2 separate regions of the Oryzias latipes genome follow, and region 1 is linked to region 2. Evidence: chromatin contacts called from public Hi-C data. All regions are on one chromosome and are shown on one strand. The core of a region is the stretch at or near the end of the contact, and the rest is flanking DNA. Distances in the headings are between cores, read along the strand shown.

The links. A called contact is a pair of places that touch in the nucleus more often than the background predicts.
Region 1: a contact with region 2 is called in a Hi-C map of embryo, with 2.3 times the contacts expected there. The contact joins two enhancer-like sites. A contact is called at or near these places in 2 of 5 Hi-C or Micro-C datasets (embryo and fibroblasts).

The regions. Positions count from the first base shown.
Region 1 is chr19:15,196,881-15,202,783 of ASM223467v1, reverse strand. All of the region lies in intron 1 of LOC101161194 (heparan sulfate glucosamine 3-O-sulfotransferase 3B1), which reads left to right. Among protein-coding and RNA genes, the nearest start is that of LOC101161194, 15 kb to the left of the region's middle. Within about 2 kb of position 1,868, at least 5 of the 8 cell types and tissues checked have an H3K27ac peak or open chromatin away from gene starts, as enhancers often do. A contact at or near this core is called in embryo, where this site is marked.
Region 2 is chr19:15,085,382-15,091,435 of ASM223467v1, reverse strand. No RefSeq gene overlaps it. Among protein-coding and RNA genes, the nearest start is that of pmp22, 30 kb to the right of the region's middle. Within about 2 kb of position 1,880, at least 1 of the 8 cell types and tissues checked has an H3K27ac peak or open chromatin away from gene starts, as enhancers often do. A contact at or near this core is called in embryo, where this site is marked.

The DNA of each region.
Region 1 (5,903 bases), core at 619-3,118, 110 kb before region 2:
ACATTTGGTAATTTGAAGCATTCCTGCAATCAGTGGACAATCCCATCAGCAGTGAAATCTGTATGCAGACACAGAAGTTTATAACACTACTTTTAGAGTGAACCAAGAAGGCAGGGTCCCCTTTTGGGGGGAGAAACCTCACTTTAATAGGTAAACGGTTTGTCTTGTCAGGAAATGAAGTGTCAAAAAGCTCCAAGTGAAGGACTTCACCAAAGCAATGATATCTCTACAAAAGAGCTTATTGAACATCATCATTATCATTAGAAAGGTTATTGAATCAAACAGCCAAGTGGGTAGATTTTGTGAATTCATTTCATTTAATACCTGAATATTGATTTTAATGAAAATAATATATATTTTTAAACCTGGTCCTTTTCTGTACTGATGTCCACTAATGAGCACAACTTTGCTTTAAAGTCCCACTCCAATCATCTTTTGATTTAAGTACAAAAAGTTCCCAGTGGTCTTTAAATTATAATTTTTACATTTTTATCCAAAATGAAAACGTCATTTTCTTGGTCATAGTGTCTGCAGAGTGGCCGAAGGTCATTAGAAATTCATATCTGAGTTATGGGCGGGACTGTTGGCGAGGAGCATCCCCGCCCCCTTTCCCTCCCCGTTGCTGAGAGCTCGGAGCATGCAATTGTAAGCTTAATTTTCCTAATATTTGTCCTCCATCATTAGAAAAAAAGCCACAAGATCATGTTTTAAAACACCCAAAACACTATTTTCATTAGAGTGGGTCTTTAACGACCCAAAAATAAATAAAGCCTTTTTCTGAAAAAGTCCATCACATCAGTTTGAGAAAAGTCTGTGGTTAGGAGCAGCTGGAGAAAAAGGGAACTCAGAGAACTTTTAGCATTTTTTTCTCCCACTTTTTATCCTCCCTCTTTGCACTTGTTACGTCAAACCTGGATCAGAAAAGAGTGAACTAAAATGGCTAAAACATGCTGTTCAAAGTCCTGGATTTCTGGGATTGGGATGTGTTTGCTTCTCTGATCTTGCTTTATTGTGACAGGTAAGTTTACCCTGGAGCTTCTTTGCTTACTGTTTGGTGTTTGTGATCGCCTCGGTGGTGTCACCTCCCACGGGTAGATGGCCCTCACTTGGGTCTTGAAGTCATGGAAACGGCTCCAACTCTAAATGGTGAACTCCACCCTCCTTTCGCTGCTGACACAAAATGCCCTCTGATTTTCTCGCATTCAAATGTACAAACCCCTAATTTGAGATTCAAATCTTTCCCCCTTCAAACAACCAGACATGTGAGACAATTGAAAACATTCCGGATCGAAAATCGACAGACGTGAGGCTTTTCCTTTTGTCTGTGAGCAAACTAGTCGTTTCGTCTGGGATGCTGTGACACACGGTGGCTCAGTGGCAGCCCCTTATCTTCACATCAAAAGTGACAGGGGGGAGGCGGAAGCATCAGACAGAAATAACCTGTTTCCTGCCTCCCGTTTAGATCTACTGGGATGATGGCTCTTTAAAACTCAGGCCAGAGGCCTTCTCCGCCTGCCCACGTTTAATGCAACCGTTTGACAGGGGCCTCTGCCTTCTGTCTTATCACGTCTTCCCACATGGAATTAGTCTTGGAGGGTAAAGGTGCAGGTTCTAAAGCACACCAGCAAAGGAAGGAAGGAAGTTTGTGTCATGATATTAGATCTTTACAGTATTATTGTTGCCGCGGCAGACAGCCGGACCCTGAGGGGCCGCTGTTATCTAAAGAGAACAGGGTGTTGTTTGGAGGACAGTTTTGGCACACGCTTTGCTCAAGAGCCCTCCAAAGGGCCTCTCTTAAGGATGAAGAAGTGCTTCACTCAGCTGCCAATGATGACCCTCCCTCCCACACACCTCCCAGCCTTCCTCCTCCTCTATCTTGCCCTCTCTCTACCCTGCCCCCATCACCGCCCCTCGGCCCTGACCGCTGCCCTGCTCAGTGGTCAGGGACAATGGTTCACTTTGAAAGAAAAGCAGGGGAAAAAGAAGAGGCCGGTGTCACAGGACTGCCTGTTTGCTGACGGGATCTTTAAAAGCAGCACCTCATAAATCAAAAATGAACATAATGGGCATTGTTTCTGCAAGAGCTACTTGTCGCACTAAAATTCCCCTCCTCTTCTTCTCCTTTTTCTCCCTTCTCACACCCTGATTTGCTCCTTTGGCAGCCTGAGTGGGTAAAGTCAGAGGTGGAGGTTTTTTATTTGGGTGGGGGGGAGGAGGAGATCTTTTCTTGTGGCATTGCTGCTTTTAAAAAAAAGGCTTCCTCACCATTTTCTTTCGCACCGTCCCCCTTTTTTTATGCTTCTGCAACCCCCAACACTAGCTGTTAAAAAGAGGAGTCCCTTCGCTTGGATCAGCATAATCTGTCACATTGTAACTCCAGCCTCCTCCCCATCTCCATGCCGTATTGTCATATTGAAATCGGATTAGACTGCGCAGCATTTTCAGTTTAATTCGGGGCTCTTTTTTTTATTTGAATCTTGGCACATGGGTTGACGAAAAGGTTGCAACCACTCTCACCATTGTGCATCGAGAGATCGGCGACGTGCAGCACCGTTTAAGTTGTTTGGTTTGCAGTTTGCAGGATCCCCCACGCTCTTGCATGCACAGAGTTCGTTGAGTGTGTTGATTTCACCAGTCCATTAGTGAGATTCTAGTGGCAGCCTTGCACCCCTGTTTGCTCCCTTCACCGCTCTGACATGTCAGCATTCAGGGTGATGCTATCATAATTAGATCACTAATGGTGAATTGGGATTATGCAAATCTACTTATGCCATTTCATTTTCTTGGTTACTTGACATCACCATTTGATGTTTTTTTTTTCTCCTACTCTTTGCACACAAATTTGAGCACCGAGCTCTGCATTGCATGAATTAACCATGTGTTAATGGGCATGAACTAGATTTCAGCTCTTGCATTATTTTGTGGAGTAGTGCCAGACCTTGCAAAGAAAGTGTCCAGCGTTTCATCTTTTTTTTTTTTCTTTTACCTCAAGTTGAAAATATAATTTAACAAGCTTAACAGTGAAGATGTTGCCGGCGACATCTGAATAGCTGAGGTTGTAACGATTCATTTTACCAACGATCTGATTCATAGTCATGTTCACATTGGTTCATTTTGAACCATCTGATTCTTAGTATCCCTTGTGCTTTCCTAAGCACTTTTTACCATTGGGAGTTGGGTCATCTAGACCCACTAGACAGTGCTCTGAACCTTTTTTCTTCAATGATTTGTGATCTTCACTGGTGTCCATGGATTACATGAAATCTTTCCACCTTTATCCACCTTTGTCATGGTAGGGAGAACACGTCAATGTAAGGGTGGGGTCATCTAAGATAGCACAAGGGTTAAAGGCGATCTAGGACATGTTTAGCCGAACATTCAACCAATGTGACTTAGAGATTAATACCTAGGTATTGAACAGTCCAGGTGAAGCTTTCCAGATTCCTTGTTTGCTTCAGCTTAAAAAGCTTTCACAACAAAAGCAGGCTTTAGGGGTACAACAGAGTTGGTGTGTGCTCTGATAGATCGATGCCATTGGTTATCTTTCTTTTTAATGCTTATTTGTGTATTGATCACAATTTACTTTAGTTTTCCAACATTATTTAAAACAGCCTTCCATTTTTAACTGATCATGAAACGATGATCACAAAAATCAGAAGGCTATGGCGAACACGTTTTAAAAAATGGTCTGTCTTGACACGCAATGCGCAACAGGTGAGCTGTCAGAGCAGAGCGTGCAGTAGGCAACAAATTCTGCTGACAATTACCTGCTTCCTTCTCACATTACACTGACTTTGTGTCAGGCAGCCGGAAGGGTAAAGCCAGTCTGATGTCTGGTCTGGCTGTCACACGAGGCTAAATGCGTAAAAAAAAAAAGCTACTTTTCACATAACCTGTTGTACAGTTCAAAATTTGACCCCTTATCTGTCCACTGGGAATCTGAAAGAAGCATTTGATCCCATGTAGATCACTCAGGCTGGTTTTCTTCCTGGTCCAGAGCCCAGACAGAGAAAGATGATATATCCCCCAATGTCAGTCAAACAGCTCTTATCGGCTCCTCCATAATCTTGACTTTGCGGTTTGCCACCAGTTGTGAAACCTAATGCTGAGAGAGCAAAGCGCATTCACTTTCTATGGAACCAGCCACTTTCAAGTGCTGCTTGTGTAGACAGTGCTGATCTAAACCTTTCTAGTCATTATAAAAGGATCTCTTTTGTATCAAAAAAGCTGCAACAAACCTGATCAACTTTCAGTGCCTTGGTTGTTTGATTTCTTTTTAGTCAGTCTGCTGTTGGTTGAGATATCACAACAATAAAGAAATGGAGAAGGGGAATATGTGGTAGAAGGAGAGGGCTTGGATTCATAACTGAGTATAAAGTCTGAGATAACCCTTTGATGTCTAGATTGAAGCACATTTGAATACAAAAATAAATTTGCAGTCCCCAACCTTATAGGCCACGGAGCGGTTTAGTGTCAGACAGTATTTTCACGGACCAGCCTGGACTGGGCTCTGCTTTGGACAGTTCACGCCTTTATATAACCTAGTCATTTCTGATAATAGACACCTTGGAGAGCATTTTCCTGCTTATACCATGGTCACTTACGACAGAAATGAACATTAAATAACAGTACTTAAATGTTGTTAAGTTTTGGTATTAAATCTTTTTTCACAAGAAGTGGACTATTTATTTAATATGTGGAGTGAGGGAACAACTGTCAAGCTATATTCACACTGCCCTCTGCAACGCGTGTTCACGTGAGCACTTTCGATGAAAAGTTTAAGTAAACGCGCATAAATTAGCATTTCTGGCGTCTGCGTTCAAAACTCTTGCATTCACCCATAGCTATGCAAGTTTCTACAAATGTTTTCAGGCTCTATGTACAAAACGTGAATTGAAAGTTAAATAGGTCAAACGTTTAATAAATGATTTATTGATGACATCCCTTTAATTAACAGAAGTGCCAACTGTTTGAAAACTGAGGAGGTGGAGGAGAAATTAGATGACACCAAGTCCATCATATATCGAAAAAGAACCGTAAAGGAAGAAGCCTGGAGCAGGATTTACAAGATTTGCAACGCTTCAAAGTTTCGCACTAAGTGTCTTCCAACTGTAGGTGGTGGACATGCACTGCTCATCCAGTGTGAACACAGTGGGCTAAATGCGTGTTCAAGAACTGGCGTTTAGTGCATTACTGAACTTGCGTCACATGTCCAGTGTGTCCATAGCTTCACAAAAAATCCATGTTTCGAGTAAAGACTCCTGTTTTTTGTCTGTTAAGAGGAGCTTTCCTTTTATCTTTGAAGTCGAGGACTCTTCTTCTGTTTCTTCATTGGCTTCTCAGTGCCTTAACCCTTTCCCAATATGTTTGTTTCTTGTTAACTTTGCTAGCTCAGAGGTTTCAGTTTAAAGGTCCCGCTTTGGGAAAGTAGCAGTTGGATTTTAGAAACATGACAGAGTGACTTGACAAGCGTTAAGAATGAGTTGAATGTGGTGCAGAAAATCCTGTAATTTTCTAGAATCAGATTATAAATAAAAATGTAGGTTGTTTTTTTTTTTCTCTGCCGCCTGGTACCAGCTGTCCCATGTCGGGGACCACTGCACTAATAACCTTCAGGGGCTTGTATTCACCAAACATAGCAGTCTCCATTTGTTCCTTTATACATTGATAACTTGGCTGAGATTCTACAATTGTCAAGCTTGTTTGTCCCCCATGTCTCCTTATTTTTGGGATGGCCAGAATTGGCAGACACAATATCAGTCTTTTAAGTTTTATATGAGCTTAAAATAAACCAACAGCTCTAGGTTTAACAAAAAAATTCACTGTCTTTTCTTCTATCTGTCCATTCGTCACTCTAAATTGGCTAAGGCTTTGATTTTTTTTTTCTTATGATCAAAGGAGAA
Region 2 (6,054 bases), core at 631-3,130:
CAGGTAAAAACTTTAAAGTACCACTCTGGTCATCTTTTTATCTATTTTAGAATTGATCCCAGTGGTCTTTTAATTATGAATATGCTGTTCAGAAAGTCACCACTGCTGCAAAGCGAGCCTGTCCAGACTTCCCATCATCCCATTGCTTGCATTCTCTCCGCTGCCTTACAACCCCTCCCAACCCCAAGCTAACATTAGCAGTGAAGCAAAAATCGAGCAATATTGGAGCTATTCAGCAATTCAGCTTTGAGCCAGGTGCCAGCTCGGACGAGGAAAATGAAGACATGGATCTAGTCGTCTACAAGTGGAACGGACCTGAGCAGGGATCTTGTGGCCGGCCGACTATAGCTCCTGCATCACTGCTATTGACTTTTTCCAGTTGCATTTTTTTCTGCTCCTGATTTAAATTATTTGAATAATGAAACACTCAGAAACACAATGTTTAACTTAATTCTCTTTACAAATGACCTTCATTGTGAGAAAAATGCACAAGAACATGTTAAAACTTGAACTCAAAAACTGAGTTGGCACAAGAACATGATTTCACCCTTGATGCACCCTTCATAATTTTGAACTAATAACTATATATCATCTTCTATAAAAAGGGATACATGATGCATTATGGGTAATACACCGGTCTGTCTGCGGTGCGTCTCCCTTGTCTTCTTTCCTCACTGAGTTCTTGCAAAATGTATGTTTTGTGTCCTAAATTATGTTTTGGTTTTCTACTTCCAAAATTTCTTCGGTGTTAACATGTGGGCACGTCACATTGAATATTTTAATTTTAAAAGTAAATCGGAATTTTGTTGTTAAACCTGGTTCCCTTTTCTCCAGCTTTTTGTAGGGAAATCGACAGATCGACAGACTGGAAATGGAACACCTGCGTAAAGTTTGTGCAAATGGACCAGTGTAAATCCGCCATAAGACAACTGTTGACAAAACTGCTCCCTCACAAAATCCTAATCTGAAAATGTTGTCTTCCATCAATCCATCTTCTAAACTTACTTGATCTCTTTTGGGGCACAGAATTTCTGGAGCCTATCCCAGCAACTGGCAAAGGTGGGGTACATTCATATAGTTCACTTATCTGTTGCAGGGCTATGCAACCACACACAAACTCACCCAGAGTCACTTTACAGTCACCAATTAACCTATGAAGCATGTATTTAGACTGTGGGAGGAAACCGGAGAGCCCGGAGAAAACCCACACATGCATGAGAACATGCAAACTCCACACAGAAGCTGGGATTTCAACCGGGGGGGAAGTGAGTGCTAACCACTACACCATCATGCAGCCCTTTTCTTACGACCATTTCCAATTAAAATGAGGGCATGTGCAGCTTATAGTCTGAGATTGTGTCAACATGTTCCTCATCTTCTATGTATTTGTCCTTTTAATTGAGGGTCGAAACCCTTTATGTGAGCATAGGACACAGAGAATAAAGGACTTTAGTTTGTTTTTCTCAAACACGCCTCTTCTTTGGAATTTAGTGAGATTTTTAGTTTGTTTAAAACAACCTTCTATTTGTGCTATTTTGGGTTATGAGGACCTCCTCCCCTGATGACAAAGATTTGGATTTTAAAAAACCTTTCAAATTTTCCTTTTAAATGTACTGAGTTTTAATAAATTTATGTCAACGTCTCAATAGGAGGACATGAGCTACAGGCTTCAGTCACAACAATCCACACTGACAGTTTCCATGGTGTGACATCTGCATTTAGTTGCAACCTTGTGCTAATGATTATGTGCATGATGTCACAGAGAAATTTCACACATAATGTAACTTGAGCTGTCCCAAAGTTCCCAAACATGTGCACTCTTTTTAGCAGACTGCAGACATCTCTACTCCACACGCACCCCAGCAGAAAATGAGCTCATGAGTTGAAGCTCCGTTGGCACGCCGCACGGCCCATTCCTATCCTCTGATGGAGCTACGTTTAGTCTAAGGAGCCTCAGAGTGGCTGATGTCTTCACTCCCACCACATGCACAGGCACACAACTAACCTGAAGCATGAAGGACAATGATGGAGCTGCTTGGACAAAAGTACCATCTGAAAAGAGATAAAAAAGAAACATCTGAGGTAATGGGCAGCTAGAGAGACGAGGGCAGATTTCATTTGGAGGCACAGCCGTCATGTGGCTATTCCTGGGTGATGATGGTGGAGCATCTGCAGGCTGGGTTTCTCTTATCTTCAGAGCAGGGTGGTGATAATGGCCTCTCATTACAGAACTGCAGTCCTGGAGAGACTTGCAATAAGTTGCAAGTGCGAGTCAGCACATCTCTAACAGCTATTCCTAACCACACAGAGTGGAAGGTGGCTGCTCTTACTCTGGTATGTTTATTTTTGACTGGACAAGACCTCAAGTAGAAACACATGTCCTTAAAAAACAAATAAAAAAAATCCTGAGAAGCTTGTCAGTTTAGGGCAGACTTGCCAGGGACAGCTGTGTGTCTACTCAGCGGAGAGACGGACGGCGATTCCATCTTAATCTGGCTTAATGCCTTGATTGTAACTTAAGATCTTGTGTTCAGAGAAGGACGCACAGCCAATTCCAATCCAGACCCAGACTCTACCCCTCCCCATTTGGCAAGAACATCCCCTTACTGGTAGTTAACACATTTCGCCCAAGCCAGAGACCGTGCTAGCATCCATCGGTGGATGCATCCACAATGTGACCAAACGCTTGAAACGCTCACTGACTGACTGACTCAAAGCACCTGTTGTCATTCCCTGAAGATGTATGTATATGTATATATCTATATAGATATAGATAGACAAATTCTTTAACTCTTTGTTTCTATTCTTTCGACAAATGTAACTCTTTAACCATTTACGCAGTAAATATGAATCAGCTGATTCTATGCTTTTACGCAACACTTTATGTTGGTAATCCAGCACAAAACTGTCATGCACTCCGCTTTCCTCTACATTAGCTGATTTACATAAACAATAAAAGATATACAGTATGTCAAAGAGCGTGTGTTATTAAGGTGTTGCAACGTCTCAAGGGTTAAATAAAATTAAATAAAAATGTTCCCCATTCAGAAATTCAGGTTGTAGCCAGTCAAATTCAGTTTTTTCCAGAAATATTTATGCACATTGAAAGATGCACAGGGGTGGGGGTGGGGGGTGGAATTAGTCTGTCCCTGGTCAGCAGTTATCACTCTGGAAATGTGAGATCACTGGATTACTGTTTTAACATAGACCTGCCCCATACACAGACTGACACATGACACACATGTGGGCACAAACACTACAAACAAGCACACACAAGCACACTCTACTTTGCATGGTTCACATACATCTATGAAGTCAAATATGTGCTAATGCACAGAATAGTGTTGTATCTGGCTGGGGAAAAAGAGCTGTATCCTCCTTGTTTAGGAAAAGGTTCTTGTTTTCCTGACAGGGCTTCCATACCACCACCAAGCTGTCCCACTGAGATAAGCCGGCTGGCATTTTCATCATTCTGGCCATACTGATTGGACCATTATCATAAGAAAGAGGGGAGAATCCAGGAGGCCTTCCCTCTGGTTGCTGATTCATGTTCAAAGTTGGGATTAACAATTTTGCCCCTCAAATCCCTTCAAACAAGACAGGCTGAGCAGGCGACCGAGGCGAACATTTAACAGAGAAGATTTCCATGGATGGATGGTTGGATGGATGGATGGATGGATGGATGGATGGATGGATGGATGGATGGATGGATTAATCAATGGGATGTGTGGAAAAGTGTTTGAATGTTTAGGTGATTATTATTTATTGTCATTTCTTAAAGGACGTATGGGTAGTTTAGGCTTGACTAGTGAAGTTTTACCGTGCCACTGAACAGTTTGAATTAGCAAGATTTAAGTTTGAGGTGTTATTAAATTAAATTCAAAAAAACAGTTAGTGGGCGTTAGCATCACAGACATAAATTAAATGCACTGATGTGACAATGTTACTAACTACACATTATTTAGCAAATTTCAGAAAATGGCCAGCAATTTCATCTGAGCGTTTTGTTGTTTCCAACTTTGTGCCCATTTAAAAACACACATGCCTCATTATGCACAAATTTGAGCTCTCACTAAAATAATTATCAAATTTTTGTTTAAATAAAAACACAGTGTATATAAATAAAAATGCAAAGACGTACACATAAAAATAGTTTCTGCAGCCAGATTGTATGTAATTTCTTTGGTATAAAATTGGACTTTTCGACGTTGGAATCAGTGCCTCCGGTGGTTATTTAAGGAACTGCAGCATTCGGATTTCCTTCACTTTTAAACAGAATATGGGGATTTGCTCTGAACATCTGCCCTTGTTATCTAGTAAAACTAAATCTCCATGATGTTAAACATAAACAGTTAAAAAAAATTCCTAAAAATGCTTTGTTACCTTAAAGAACATTACAAAAGACTTCAAAACACAAGGCTCTCGCACAGAACCAACACTTTGTCTGACCAATATCACCTTGTTGGGCCAGTTTAACCCTTGTGCTATTCTAGGCACTTTAACATTGGGAGTTGGGTCATCTAGACCCACAAGACAGTGTGCTGAACTTTTTTCTTCAATGATTTGTGATCTTCACTGGTTTCCATGGATTACACGAGATCCACCTTGACCTTCATCTTGACCCCTAGGATGGCACAAGGGTTCAACTATTTTAAACGCGGCCTAAAGACCCACTATAATGAGAATTGTGTTTTTGATGGCTTTAACATGTTCTTTGAAGTTTTTATGATGATTAGAGGACAAATATATATATATATATATATACAAAGAAAATTCAGCTTAAAATCATTGTGAACCGAGAGCAGACGAAAAAAAATGCCATTTTTGAAAGAGCATATTTGTGGTGTAGAAAATACACTGGGAGGGCCGCAGGCTCCCTGCTCAGCTCAATTCTGATGCGTCTGCATGTAAGCGACTAGAGCTATGTACATCTTTGTTTTCCTTGTCTTTATAAAAAAAAAAAAAGCTTTAAGAATTCTGACTGTGTATGCTCTATATGTATAAAACATAAAGTAAAAACCATGCGTCATCATCAAAAGATTAAAAGCTATTTATTGTGCAACTTTAAAGCTCCATAAGTCAAAAGTAAGTGAAAAGGTCTTAACTATTGTCTTTTATTTCACAAGACTTTAGCTCAAACTTTTCATCAGGCTTTGGAGTGTTCAGCAGAATCTTTCTGTCTTCAATCAGTGCAGTAAAACTTCATTCTACACAGTTTTACTGCAAGACAAACCTTATCATTCTCTAGCAGTGTTTATGTACATAGCCTGTGTGCGCTGATACGAGGAAGCAAGCAACTAAAGACTGGAAATCACAGTTTCACGGTTCATTAACTGAGCTTTTTTGTTTATTAAGAATTCATCTAGCAGATCCAAAAAATGAATTGTGTATGGTTTAATTGGACGAATGATATGCATACAGTTTGTGTATTGATGAGATTGAGAGTTTCCATCTTTAGAAGGAGAGACAATGAATGTTTTTGTGATTTGAAGAATATTTGACTAGAAAAATAAAAATATTTTAACAAACAGATTCCTTAAAAAAGGTAATTGATTAAGAAATCTGTTTTTATACCTATGGTACTCATTGAGTGTTTAAAAACTCAAAAATCTGTCTCTTCCACAGAATTTAAAGAGATGCTCGAGAAGTGTCTAACGATCTGTGCTAACCTTCTCTTGTATTCGAGTATGAAAAGAGTCTCGCTGTGTTATCAAATGAGAGCACAGCTTTCCCCAGGTACCTAAATGATAGATTATATAAATCCCTGCCAGTAGCTCACAGAAAAGGATTGAAATCTGGCAACAGTGCAGTTGGACTGTTACTGGGGGAGCTTAAGCTGATCGCATTGACATCTCTCAGACTCAGATTTAAACAATCCCTGACAAAAGTGAATAAAAGGACAAGCTAATTCACCCAATTACCATAAAATATTTAATCTGCGTTACATTTTTTCAAAAGCCCCTAACTCAAAAGCACAACAAACGCTTTTTTTTAGAGAACACTTTTTTTTATTGCAATAATGGTTGATCTGATTCAGACAAAACCTGCTTTTAA